Linked DNA regions of Zea mays: all the other regions are linked to region 1. A link is a contact called in public Hi-C data. All regions are on one chromosome and are shown on one strand. The core of a region is the stretch at or near the end of the contact, and the rest is flanking DNA. Distances in the headings are between cores, read along the strand shown. Region 1 holds the start of LOC100274548. Region 2 holds the start of LOC100275570 (Protein TRM32). Region 3 holds the start of LOC100284226 (inner membrane protein ALBINO3). Region 4 holds the start of LOC100276061. Region 5 holds the start of LOC100283295 (metallothionein-like protein type 2).

Region 1 (2,700 bases), core at 57-2,556:
AAGCTCAGTGATACATGCTATGCTTTTTGGTAAAATTTAACCTGCAATCTCTGTACTAGTTATCTGGCAAGTGAACAAGACCTGAGTAATTTTCTTGCTTTTTTAATTTCACTGTACAGGGTTGGAGGCGTCTTGAAGATCTTGGGTGCATACCACTTGATCGACAGCTGTGCTCTGCGGAGTTTCTTGCTCACCTGCCAGTCGCCTGTAATTGACCTCAGAACCTCTTCAATCAGCTTAATCCCATTCTCGGATAGCTCAGGGTATGTTTTTCGTTCACTGCTGCAACAGTATGGAGGCTTCACGAAGTTCCCGGATGATCGGATACCAGACATCTACCATTCTTACTACGGCCTGGCAGCCCTCTCCTTGTTGGAAGAGGAAGGGCTGGAACCCCTCTGCGTCGAACTGGGGATCCTCTCCGCTGCTGCATTATAGAAACTTGTGTTTCTACCGAATCCAGTTACTGTACAATGTTTGTGGGGGGGGGGGGGGGGGGGGGGGTAATCCAGTACTTAACACAGGATAAACAGCTGAGAAATCGAAGGGAGTAATTTATTGATAGAGTGAGGCCTTGTTCGGTTATTCCCAATACATATGGATTGGAAAAAATTCTTAAGAAGTTTGACTTGTTTGGGATTCAAACCCATCCAATCCCACTCAATCCACATGGATTGAGAGCTAACCGAACAAGCCCTGAGTTGGTCCGTGCTGTCAGTGTGCTGCGCAGATCGTGTAACATTACTTCGTGAGTTCGAAAGGCGTGTGACAATTTTGTTTGCAAAAGTGCGATGGGCAGGCTAACTGAGCCAGTCTTCTTCCCAGTTGGTTGATCTGATTGTTGACAGTTGAGTTAGCTGAACGCTTTGTATGATTGTATCGTCACTTGGAAAGGTACTCGAATGTTTGACGTTTCTGTTTCCGTCTGTTTGGCATAACTAAATGGCTTGTGTCTGCTGCCGTGAACAACTTTACATATTGCATGCTTCTTCACAACATTTTGTTTCAGTTAACACTCTCTTTAGGCATCTGCATACTCATCGCTTTTCTCTCAGAATTCAGGTGAGTGAGAGAGAGAAAAAAAAACCAGCTACTACTGTTTTGGTCACAGGGTTACCGTGACTGATTTATAAAGATCGATGATTTCCGATGGATATTAGAAATAGCAGCTTCTGTTGGACAGCTGAAAGGGAAGAAAATAGAAAGGGCGTGTTCATGGTACTAAGTACAGTAGTGCGTACTATTACTATACTTGCGTGACAGAGATTTGCTGGTCACACGGATGGAATTGGCGCGGGCGGCGGGCTGGCAGTTGCGCAGCAATAACTCCCGCTGCCCACCGGCTCACCTGTCCTTCATCCGCCCCGATCCGACCCCAAATCAATTCCAAATTCAATCCGGTCTCAGTGGTTGGCCCGCCGCTGCCAGTGCCAGATCGAATCGGACTCTCGGCTCGTGTGCAGCCCACCGGCGAGACGCCGAAGCTATATTTTTATGCCCATCTGATCCGATGCGTGGTGTGGCGTCGTCTCCGCTTTTACTAGATCATCAGTAGCCAGCTCAGGAGCCGAGCCTGGTCAGGGTAGCCAAGCCCATCCCGGTCCTCTCCCGGCGTCTTCTCCCTCCGCACCGCGGCTCCGGCGATGGCGGGCGTCGGCTCCGCGCTGCGTCGGCTCTACCTCTCCGTCTACAACTGGGTCGTCTTCTTCGGATGGTCCGTCCGTTGCACCCGCTGCGCGCTTCTCTCTCGGTTCCGGATGGATCTTCCGCCTCTTGCTCCGTTGGCCCCGTGCCTTGGTTCTGATTTGGTGTTTCTTTGATCTGGGGGTGTTGCAGGGCGCAGGTGCTGTACTACGCGGTCCTGACGCTGCGTTTGAGCGGGCACAAGGCCGTCTATGCCGCCGTCGAGAGGCCGCTGCAGTTCGCGCAGACAGCCGCCATCATGGAGGTCAGATGTTTTTTTTTCTCACCCATTTTTATTTAGCAGTAGTTTGGTGGTGCATTTCAGTTTGCTCGGTTACAGTACCAGTTTCATATTTTTGCTCAGCTCCTGAAGTCTGGATCTATCCTAATAGGAATGATTACCGCTTTAAAGTTTGAGTAAGGGTACTACAAACAAAACTGTCTTGTGATTCTTCGTAGGAAGAACTGCTAATCAACTAGATTTGATGTGTGCGATTACATAAATGTTACTCATGGTCGCAGCAAAATCTTGCAGTGGTTCATGTTCAGTAATATGCTTTTGCTGTGCTAGATAAACTCTGAAATTTCTAGTGCTATAGTTCGAGTCTGTGTTTTACCTACATGGAGATTGTGAGTTACTAACTGACCTTTCTGTATTTTTCTGGTGGTGGCGATGATGCGCTTCAGATCGTTCATGGGCTCGTAGGTATGGTGATGTTGGTGTACATGTATCCCTTTTTCTTATTATAGTGCGACTACTCAAAACAGTATTATACACAAACATCAGTCAAGATCTTGAACACATCAGACATTTTATTTGTCAGAAAGTTTCCTAGGAGGGTTGGATATAAGAAAAAAATATGCTTTCTCCACTGCTGTGGTATTACTTTTTTTGTCACTATTCTGATAAATTTATCTTCTTTATAGGGTTGGTGAGGTCTCCGGTCTCTGCAACTCTTCCACAGATTGGATCCAGGTTGTTCCTTACGTGGGGTGTCTTGTGGAGTTTTCCTGAGG
Region 2 (2,700 bases), core at 97-2,596, 140 kb before region 1:
AGACTAATCAACCAAAGATGCGGACACAACACTCTGCTTTCGGGAAACATGAAGACAGCAAACCCCAACTGCAATGTAAGCATTTATTAAGACAGACTGATTACAAGATATATTTCCCTATCCGTGTTAGTTCGAGTATCCATTGCTAATCAATAATCAGATTATTGCCTCTAATGCTAATCAACGATAAGATGGTTATAGAGGAGTGAGTCATACGCCACCCAGATGAAGAAAAAAAAGATTGTGATTTTCAGGCCGTTTTTTACTTAAGTACTTGTTCCATGGCCAAACATCTCCAGTGCATTTCAGTCGGCAATTGTCTTGCCGCGTTTCTAAATAAATAAAAAAACTCAGTACAAACATAAGGAGAGCGAGGAAGCTTCTAATGGGGAGAGGCAAACTTTGGGAAATATTAGCCACGTGCTAAGCAACATATACTGCTAAGCTCGTGTCCAGTATTTATTGCCAGCATAAATAAGAAATGAACATGAGCAAGAACAGCAAACACAAGTGCCAGCATAAATAAGAAATGAACATAAATAAGATCATGATGCGCATCAACCTATCTGGCTATCTCCAATCAAACAAAGCCAAGAAGAGTGAGGGAGTGAAAGACGCCAGTACGATTGCTCAAAGCTTCACAGGTGGGAGAACACGCTGACGGAGCAATTGCATGACTCCACATGTCACTGGAACCATGAAAAAGGTAAAAAAAAATCAAATCACTTTTTAGCCCCACGTCTCTAACAGGTTCCGTGACAGATTTATTGGTTAGTGCTTACTGTAACTGCTTAATGTCCCCGTCGGGCACAGAACTCGAAAGGAAAAAAAAGCATAGACAGAATGAAACACTAAATCCTGAAGTGCATACAAAAGATGGCATCGAACGGTGGCATCTCTTACCGATCCGAACAAAAAAACGAGGGCATCTTGTTTCCTTCCCAACAAAATCAGCGCGGAACAGAAAAAAAAAACCAAAGTACGAAACCAAATTAAGCACATGTGAAAACGCGTTCCGAAGAACACGAATGGAAACAAACAAGTCGACTCCAGAGCTATCAGCGATCGCGGTTCCGCGGCTCGTATTGGTCCATGAAACCAGCACGAACGGGTGACGCCTTCCCACGAACAGATTAAACGCGCAACGCAAAGCAGCGCCGCCGCCGCCGCCGAGAAGCGGTCGCGAAACACGCAGCGAACTGACCTGGCTGGTTCCATACGACGCCTGAGAGGCCCGCAAATCCGGCAGGTTTCTGAGGCGAGGATCGGAGGCTTGGGAGTTCCGGAAGGGGTTTGTTGGTGAGGACCGAGGAACGGAAACGGGAATGGAAAGAAACGGTGGATCCACGCAGGGAGGGAGAACAGATGCGAGGAGAGGGTGTTTCCGTTAAATTCCGGTCCGTGGCGGGCTTTCCCTGGATGTCCGGGTGGCGGGCGTTGGTAGTTGAAAACTTCTTCTGGTTGAACAGTTTTTTTTTTTTGGGGGCGTGTGTGGAGGGAGGACAAGAGACGTAGCTATGCTGTCCTCTGAAAACTTTGCTGTCTTTTTACCGCATTTATTTAGTTTATTATATAGCTTTTGGATTGGGAAAAACTGATTTAAATAAATATCAATGTCCATAATAAACGATGGACACGGACGCAACACAAAGGGTTATTTCTGCATTAGCTCAAGACCGCCTCAACTTTATGGCTGTATATATTATTAATCACTATAATCTAGCACTAGCAACATGTAAGAATGATGTGTTCGCTCTTCCTGTAATAGTAATTTAGGCAAAAAAAATTGGATTAAGCTAATATGATATGAACCCACAAGATGACGGGGTGTCGCCGTTGTCAACCGCGCCCGGCGAGCAGGAATTGAGGAGGACGGCGGTTGCTGAAGGTGCTGATGTCATAGATTTAAACAGTTTCCATTGACCCATGGGCCATGGCTAGCTTGTGATTTGCGTGCTGCACCCGTCTTTTGGTTTTGGGCACCGACTGCTGCCATACCACACACCACACGTCCACACCGGTGATGGGCATGGGGGTATAAACAGAAAAAAAAAGACAACCTTGGAGTTGCTGCCGAAATTCCAGGCTCGTGATTGGCTCAAGTGTCCCATCCGCAAGTAGCATCGGCCAGACCAGACGCCAATGACCAGCTCAACCCGGTCAATCCTGTCAAACTCAGACGATCTTATTTATATAACCTCGTCAACAAATAAAAAAAAATCAAGGGGTGAACCGAGAGAGAGAGAGAGAATATCCTAAGACCGTGTGGCCGTGGATTCGTTTAGTTTATACGTCCTGAAATGTCAAATATGTTACATGGAGAACCTCCAGTGTGCAGATGTTGGAGCTGTTACGCTGGCTGGCGCTGGAATGCTGGAGAGACACTGCAATTGGGGCTGGTCACTGCTCTCAGCACGTACAGGTCAGTGATCGCCAAGGGACCGGCGGCGACAAAGAGAGAGCAAGCTACGCCTACGGAAGTGACGGTCAGCAGGAAAGTTTCCGGTCTTGAGACGCCTGTGCTTGCCGAGCGCCCAATTGGTCATGAATACGATAGCCGCGGCCACGACGAGGAAGACGTAGCCCGCGCACGGTCTGCGGCGTGGCGACGTTGAACCCGACCCACTGGTAGGTGTAGTTGGCGCACGTCACGCCTTCTCGCTCTAGTCTGACAGGCTGGCCTTCGGGCTGAGGACCACT
Region 3 (2,700 bases), core at 83-2,582, 150 kb after region 1:
CTGCGCTATTTAGATATGTATAATCATTCTTATGTTACCCTTCAATTTGTGATATATATATATTATTTTCAGTGTTTTGTGTAATCATGTCTAAATAGCGTGATATCATGTGACATGTGACAAGTAAGTGTTATGGCTCTAATTTATATTTATCATCTTATAAACTTTAAGGCGTGACATAGAAGTTTTTTCCATTGAATGTTCAATAATTTATGTTTATAATTATATATATAGTGTATATACATGGTGGATGGGGCCTCCATATTGAATTTCGCCCTAGGCCCCCAAAAAGTCAGGAACGACCCTGTTTAGTTGATATGAAATAGATTCACTCAATCTAGCCCTGTATTGGAACCCTGTGTGTATCAAATACTAGCTTGCTGAACAAGACCATAGATAATATTCATTTAACCGGCGTCCTTCTCGATATTATGACGTGTCTAATAGGTGGTAAAACGAGTTATAATTTAGAACCGAGTGAGTGGCGACAAGTGAACATGAGGCGAGAGAGGGGACAACGAATTGAGGGGCTCTTGGGTTGAGCTATTTTTTAGTTTCATTACATCGGATTACATGTTTAGATACAAGTTAAAATATTAAATATAGTCTAAATAAAAAATAATTAGGTAGACATGTACAATACAAAACTTTAGTTCGAGAAATCAAACACGGATAGGCCACTGATAGGGCTAGATATCGAGCCAGTTCGACTCGCTTCATTCGAATTGGCTCGTTAAGCTAACGAGCTGGCTCGACTCTGCTCATTAAGCTAACGAGTCACAGAGTTAGCTCGATCTGACTCGTTTAGCTCGCGAGACAGAGCAAAAAAAATATACAATAATCAATTTCTTGTTAATTTTAAATTAATTTAACAATAGAAAATAGTAATTATACTCATAGTTTCAGAGACAACATCAATGTAACACCAAATCAACACAACACATCACTCATAAATTCACTATTCACACACATGTTCATCAGTTTAACTCATACTTATATTCTCATAGACCAATTTAACATATAGACACAGTCCATCAATCATTAGATTAACTTATATGCCACCACATATGCATATAATATGCTCATCAATTGTTACATAAATAATATGCATATAGTTTTGTTTTAATGATATATGATAGCTCGTTTAGCTCGCGAACTGATTCGTTAGCAAACTAAGCTGGTTCGTTAACGAACCGATCTTAAATGTCAGTGAAAAAATTTAAATGAACCAGGGTACTAAGCCAGGGTACTGGTCTACAGCAATACTGCATCGCTGCATCGGATAAACCGTCCCCCACCCCACCTCCAACGACAACCTCCACCTCGTCTTCCCCTCCTCCGCGCTCCCGTCATCTACACCTCTCGCTCCCACCCACGAGTCCCACCGCCACCACCACCAGTCTATCCCCTCGCCATTTGTTTCCTCCCCGTGCATGAAACCCTAAACCTAAACCCCACCTCCCTTCCCGAGCCATCCCCTCCAGCGCGGCGATGGCAAAGGCGCTGCTTTCCTCCTCCCTCCTCCCCGCGCTGCCCGGCGCTGCCGGAGGCAGCCGGAGCGCTGCGAGGCCGATGCTGCTCCCACCGCTCCGGTTGCGGCGCGGCCGGCGCGGCGCCTCCGCTTGCGAGGTGAGGGCGGGCCTGCACGGGCTCGACTCCGTCGGCGGGCCCCACCTTCAGGCCGCGCTGGAGCGCGCCGAGGCGGCGCTATACACACTCGCTGACGCCGCGGTCGCCGCGGCGGACACCGCCGCGGGCGCAGGGGCCGACGCAGGCCAGGCTGCGGCGGTCCAAAAGAACAGCGGCTGGTTCGGCTTCATCTCCGAGGCCCTCGAGGTCGTGCTCAAGGTAATGATTGCTACCACTTACCAGATTCTTTCTCGGCGAACTGAATGCGCCCGAATTATGAGTTATGGGAGTGGAACTTTCTGGAGAGTCGAGGGTGAGGAACTGAGGACTGAGGGGTGTGTACACATATACTAGTCCTGAGCTTCCATGCTCCTGTCTTTGTGAAGTCGCTACAACATTGATCAGTAGGCAACTATGTTTGATCCTTTACCAATTGGCAGTGTTCATTGGGAGGGCTGCTTAGAGAGAGAGAGAGAAATGGATGTTCAGGAAGCCTGTGCAGTTCCACATGTGTTTAGGCATTTAGCCTCAAGTTTTTTTTAACTGCAAATGATAGAATTTCAGAGTTTTGTGGTGTCACACTCTTACTCCACTAATTAGAATGCTAAGTTTCATAACACTGAAAGCATTGAAATGCTGATGCTATATGAGTCTCACCATGCAGGTGCTCAAGGATACTGATTAGAATGCTAAGTTTCATAACACTTAAAACATTGAAATGCTGATGCTGTATGAGTCTAACCATACAGGTGCTCAAGGATGGTCTTTCTGCAGTCCATGTGCCATACTCCTACGGGTTTGCCATCATTCTGCTCACTATCATTGTTAAGGCTGCGACATTGCCTCTAACCAAAAAGCAGGTGAATGTTCCAAACTATTTGGAGAAATGTATCCCGTCTCTGGTTCCTTGTTACAGATTCGATGGTTTGATTGTTGTGCTTCTCATGTATTTTAGGTGGAATCAACTCTGGCAATGCAGAATTTACAGCCGCAGATTAAGGCAATCCAGCAGAGATACGCAGGCAACCAGGTTTGTACAGCCGTTGGACATTTTTTATCATCGACCGTGCT
Region 4 (2,700 bases), core at 14-2,513, 170 kb after region 1:
TTTACATAGATCTTTTGTTAGATAAAATAACTTACACAAATATTTATAAAATTTTCTGAGAACTTAAAGTATGGACCCATAATTTATATAAATATGTCTGACTTTATATGGGTTTAGATTCAAAGTTCTCAATAAATTCTAAAAAAAATATTTGTATAAATTATTTTAGCTAAAAAATATATATGTAAAATTAGAGATTGTTTTATTACTGTTTACTAAGTGTTTCTAAAAAAATAAATATTAAATGGATTTAGTTAGTAATTAATTTTCTTTAAAAAACAACAAAAGAATTTAGTTATTTAATAATAGTATTAGTTAGCGTTAGTAACTTTTTAGCCTATAAAAATAATAAATAAATTAGATACAAAAATATTAATATCTTTGAATTTAGTTTTATTTTTAGGTAATTAAGCTGATACTTTTAAAATTACAGAAAAATAGGGCACATGTAATATCTTATTACTAATTTATGTGTAAAATTTTATAAAATTTAGATACTGCTAGATCATAGAACTAAAATAAATAGAACTAGTGTTATTTAAATCAATGTCATGTCATCAAAATTACCGGCCAAAACTTTTTCCGACGTAGACATGAATGTGCATTGTTGTTGTTCATTCACACGGAGAATAGAGAAAGAGGACATATTTTTCTTCCTCTTGGTTTATTTATACAGCACTGATGGGAGTCCATCAAACTGCTTGGGAATCCATCAAATTGTTTTTGTGAAAAAAACTTTTGATGTTTGTTTTTCTTAAACTCGAACGACTTGATTTAAACTTCCATCCATCTTGATCCCCCCTTCACCCCTTCCTCTCCAAAAAGGAGCCGTTCTGTTCCTCAGCTCTTGTTCTGATTTTGAATGTGATCTTTGGTTAAAAATAGGATAACTTTAATTGGGCCTATCAATGAAAGCCCGCCACACGAATCAACCTGTCCCAATACGCCTGGTTCTGGGCCTTATGGACTCATGGTCAGTCCAAAATCCAAAGGCGACGCGGCGGATGGCCGGCGAGCGGCGAGTCTTTCTGACGATGCGCGGTGGAGGCTAGCTGTAGCTCACCAAAAGCAAATCGAAATTTCATCTGCTTATTGAGAGGGTTTTTGTACGCATGCGTTTCTGCATGCGTGGTTCAGTTTGCGAATGAATTGCTAAATTCAACGTTCGCATTTTCAGTTACACATATCCTTCCAAGCGCAATTTTTTTTAAAAAAAAAACTCAGACGGAGTTTGGCTGTGATCTGTGGCCCTGTGTGGGTGTGGACTTTGCATGCTTGGGCTCGTCGGCAACCGGACAGGAGGACAGCAAGGCGGAAGCGCAACCGGGCGTCGCTGGTCCGACGGGCGGCACGTGTCAGGGAGCGTGACAGGGGCGGCAGATCCGGACCTCCACGTCCGTATCCATATCCACATCCATCCATCAAACACGGAAGAGAGAGAGGAAGGGAGGGAGGGAGAGGAGAGATTATTTTGGACCAGTTCCACCGCTTAATTTGCAGGACCGCCACCCCCCGCGGCGCCGACGATCACCTCAGGCGTGCGCGGATATGGGGCGCCGCGGCTCCTACGACCGCCTCGAGGCGCTCTCCCTGGAGATCGAGCGCAAGCTGCACAAGGTAACCCACCGCTTCCCCTACCGTGCGCCGGCTGGCGCCCGTCAATTCGTGTTCGTCGCGCTTAATCGAGGACCAATCTCTGTCGCGCGCACGCGCTCACATCGCTTCGCGAGAAATTCGAGGGCGGCGGCGGCGGGATTGCAGAGGCCCTAGATTGTAGGCGGCACGCGTCTGGGTGCACCGCGTTGAGGCCGCTGTGGGCGGCGGCGATGACGGCAGACGGGAGGATAATGGACATTCTCTCACCTACTCATAATCACCCCCAAACCACCTTTGTCGCCCCCCCCCCCCCCCCCCCCCCCCCCCCCCCCCACAAACTGTCCTTTTTCGCTTCCTATATGGTGGTTTTGATGTAAAAAGGCCGTTACTATCATCTGAAACGATTTAGGCAACAAGAGTAATTTCACTCATAGGTGCCACATTTGTATATATGATGTCTACATTCCGTTGGAGTGGTTGAGATCATAATGTCACCTTCTGGAACTTTGAGAGCTGTGTGCATATAGATAGGCAGAGAGTCGGAAGCTATATCAAAATAGTTGTATAACCTCCATGTAATAATCTCGTTTTTCAACAATACTTTCTTAATAACAACAACAAAAAATCATAATGTCACCTGTTTGACTATCTTCCATGCAGGCCCTGATGTCCAACTCACAGCGTCTTCAGATACTTCAGCAATTGTTTGCTGACATCGCATTGAAGGTGGATGATCGCGCTCGAGGTGCCATATCTCACATAGTTTTGGCCGCTAATTTCATTGGACTTTTCTTTCCATATATATTAGATGTTTCATGCTTGCTATCGATATAATGCTTGGAATTATTCTGAAAGTTGCCGTCCAATGCAGCAAAGTTAGTAAAAAGTTTTGCTACAGCAGTTGTATGGGCTTGCAACTATGATGTATGATGACATCATTGACATGGTAGTCAAAAGGAAATAATAGAACAGATGTTGTGAACTTGTCATTTCCAAATTGTTATATTGAGATTGCTACACTACACTATTGGTTCGTTTCATGACAAAATGTATCTTTTGATGGAATGGTAAGTTCTTTGCATCTGTCTGTTCTCATATTGGCTG
Region 5 (2,700 bases), core at 31-2,530, 170 kb before region 1:
CTTTGTGTCTTATCCACATGTTGGGAAAAAAAGGAAACACTGCCCCATCGTCAAAGTAGGACCGTCTCTTTTAGCTCATGCTCATATGCCTATGAAAAAGGAAACACACTGCCCCATCATCCAACTTAATCCTAGCGTGGGGTGAAGGAATAGATGGTCACATGACTAATATTCCTTGTACTAATGAATTTGTTGAGCATACACAGGAAAAATACAAGAACTATAAGAAATAACACCAGCACAAGTGTTGAGGCAAACGTTTGATGCCATATGGTCACATGACTAACATCTTGCACAGAGGAAGCCATCGAAACAAGATATGTACTGACGACGTCACAAATCGGATGCATATAGATGGAAAATGGAGACACAGCACGAAGGAAAAAAAAAAGTGCGCACAGAGCAGCGGGCATGGCCTGGTGCTGTGCATGCACCCGGCCGGCCCACACGACGCAACACTGGCAGGGGCCGAGGAGGAGGAAGAACAGGACAATTATTCGTTTACCACCACCACTAGCTAGCTACGCGCGCATGGCGGCAAACACAGACGACACTGCTACAACATACTGCAGAGCTTGATTTAGGCCCCGTTTCAATCTCACGGGATAAACTTTAGCTTCCTACTAAACTTTAGCTATATGAATTGAAGTGCTAAAGTTTAGTTTCAATTATCACCATTAGCTCTCCTGTTTAGATTACAAATGGCTAAAAGTAGCTAAAAAAAAGCTGCTAAAGTTTATCTCGCGAGATTGAAACAGGGCCTTAGCTAGAGATACTGAAGGGTGTCCTTCCGATCTAGCTACTTCCTCCATCGTCACGGCCTGCATGCTGCACCCGGTCATCCTCACTTGCAGGTGCAGGGGTCGCAGGTGCAGCTGGCGCCGCACTTGCACCCGCCGTTCTCAGCTCCGGCGGCCGCCTCGAACCCGCCCGTGGATGGCGCAACACCCATGATGAGAGTCTGGGTGGTGGTGGTGGTGGTCACCTGCTCAACCATGTCCGGGTACATCTTGCACCTGCATACACAGAGACAGATCTGATTCCGAGGGAGGAACGCAACGGAACGGAACGGAACAGAACGGCAGTGCAGTGCGGTGCAATGCTTACCCTCCGCAGCCGCTGCCGCACTTGCATCCGCTGCCGCACCCGCAGTTGCCTCCGCAGCACGACATCCTTCTTCCTCGCGATCCCACTCTAGCTAGCTCACGCGAAGAGAAGAAACCTGGGAGCTTACAACAACACAACCAGGAACTGAGACGCAACCCCTGCCCTGCTCCGACGGGAGAGAGGCCTCCGCCGCCTCCATTTATAGGCCCGGGACCGGGGGGCAGGACAGGCGCAGGCCATCTGGCCGTCCACGCGCCGTGGGTGCCCTCGCGACGTGTGGGGCCGCGGACAGGTGCGCCGCGTATGCTTGCTGCTAGTGCTAGCTATTGCGGTGGAGGACTGCGCGCGCGGGCCGTGTGATCCCCGCCTTCTCGGTGCGGCGGCGTCTACGGTTGCTTGCGTTTGCACGCCGGCCGCGGGTTATTAATGCCGGGCAGTAAAATTGAGTGCCTCCCCGACCTACAAACCACCAGCCATTTTCTGTTTCCTTTTGTTTTGATTTGATTTGATTTGAACTAACTACTGAAGCACTCGTGAATTATACATCCATGCAAAGGCACATTTTTCTACAAGCAAACGGGGTGTCGATCCTCAGGATCAAATCTATACCGGCCCGCTCGCACGAACCAACTACGCTACGGCCAGTCCTCGTTCTCTCTGTACACTCTTTCAGACACATCTACCCGCACCAACTTCATGCGCTATCGGCCAAATCCTTGCCCCAAAGACCCCTTCTCTTTAAATTTTTATTCCACTCATATTCAGTGACAACTACGGTTGGTCATGATCTAAATATTTATTCATAATTTATTTGAGCTCTAAATATTTTTCTACAACTAGGAGTCCTATTTAGGAGAGCTTCACTTCACGAATTTTAGATTCATTTTAGCTTTTTTATCCAAACAGGTTGAGCTCCACAAGCTCTAGCTTTATTTTTTTTTGAAACTAGAGGCTAGTTTCATTAAATTTATGAAGCTCCTGAAAGAGTGCTTCAAGAACACAAGTTTCATACCTACTCATGAAGTTGCAGGAAAATTACACACCACGCCACTGGTTACACGACCTACCGATTCATGTCTCTCTCGCCGCTCATAACAACCACTATCTTTAAGGGTAATTAAGAAAACTCGTACAAATTAATTGTATTTCAGAAGCTGGAGTCAATATACAAGCCAAACATTCCTTGAACCCACCTTAGCAATATGTTGAAGTTCTTTTATGGTGAAGGTAGAAAACTGAAGACGCAATTCTTGAAGTGAAGCCGTCCCAAATAAGGTCTGATTTTAGTTCAAAAATGAATAGAATTATAGTTGAATCCTAATTTGATCTGATCCTTAAATTTTTATAATGTAAAGTTTAGAACTCGTTACTAGCCCTAGTGGCAACTCAATTCTTGCTAAGGCAAGATCTACCCTTCAGTCCTTTTCACAACAACACTGTACAACATTTTCGGCGGTCGCCGTTATTTTCGGCGGCCTAGCCCTGGCCGCCGAAAATTAAGTGATTTAAACCGTGTGGCCGACCTTCTTCTTCATTCTTCTCCTGCTGTCTTCTCCACGCCGCTGTTGTCTTCTCCGCGCCCAGCGCGTTGCC

The links. Hi-C and Micro-C count contacts between places; a contact is called where the count stands out from the background.
Region 2: a Hi-C map of leaf shows a contact between it and region 1, with 9 times the contacts expected there. The contact joins the promoter of LOC100275570 here to the promoter of LOC100274548 in region 1. A contact is called at or near these places in 9 of 25 Hi-C or Micro-C datasets (bundle sheath, ear, endosperm and 2 more) and 1 of 3 datasets of contacts at active chromatin or transcription factors (leaf).
Region 3: a contact with region 1 is called in a Hi-C map of tassel, with 2.1 times the contacts expected there. The contact joins the promoter of LOC100284226 here to the promoter of LOC100274548 in region 1. A contact is called at or near these places in 5 of 25 Hi-C or Micro-C datasets (ear, endosperm, leaf and 1 more).
Region 4: a contact with region 1 is called in a Hi-C map of tassel, with 2.4 times the contacts expected there. The contact joins the promoter of LOC100276061 here to the promoter of LOC100274548 in region 1. A contact is called at or near these places in 2 of 25 Hi-C or Micro-C datasets (ear and tassel).
Region 5: a contact with region 1 is called in a Hi-C map of bundle sheath, with 2.5 times the contacts expected there. The contact joins the promoter of LOC100283295 here to the promoter of LOC100274548 in region 1.

What each region holds. Positions count from the first base shown.
Region 1 is chr3:17,461,838-17,464,537 of Zm-B73-REFERENCE-NAM-5.0, reverse strand. LOC100274548 reads left to right here and starts at 1,306. Exons shown (of 9, transcript NM_001148904.1): 1 at 1,306-1,714; 2 at 1,837-1,948; 3 at 2,371-2,389; 4 at 2,611-2,699. The coding sequence starts at 1,644. LOC111921942 (PAS2) reads left to right here. Exons shown (of 11, transcript NM_001360613.1): 9 at 1-29; 10 at 120-207; 11 at 292-483. The coding sequence ends at 438.
Region 2 is chr3:17,606,463-17,609,162 of Zm-B73-REFERENCE-NAM-5.0, reverse strand. It overlaps LOC100275570 (Protein TRM32), which reads right to left and starts at 1,346. Exons shown (of 5, transcript NM_001149622.1): 1 at 1,205-1,346.
Region 3 is chr3:17,312,482-17,315,181 of Zm-B73-REFERENCE-NAM-5.0, reverse strand. LOC100284226 (inner membrane protein ALBINO3) reads left to right here and starts at 1,332. Exons shown (of 12, transcript NM_001370618.1): 1 at 1,332-1,848; 2 at 2,379-2,489; 3 at 2,585-2,659. The coding sequence starts at 1,492.
Region 4 is chr3:17,287,953-17,290,652 of Zm-B73-REFERENCE-NAM-5.0, reverse strand. It overlaps LOC100276061, which reads left to right and starts at 1,263. Exons shown (of 11, transcript NM_001374095.1): 1 at 1,263-1,617; 2 at 2,257-2,341. The coding sequence starts at 1,549.
Region 5 is chr3:17,626,887-17,629,586 of Zm-B73-REFERENCE-NAM-5.0, reverse strand. LOC100283295 (metallothionein-like protein type 2) reads right to left here and starts at 1,280. Exons shown (of 2, transcript NM_001156197.2): 1 at 1,108-1,280; 2 at 767-1,016. The coding sequence starts at 1,172. The coding sequence ends at 845.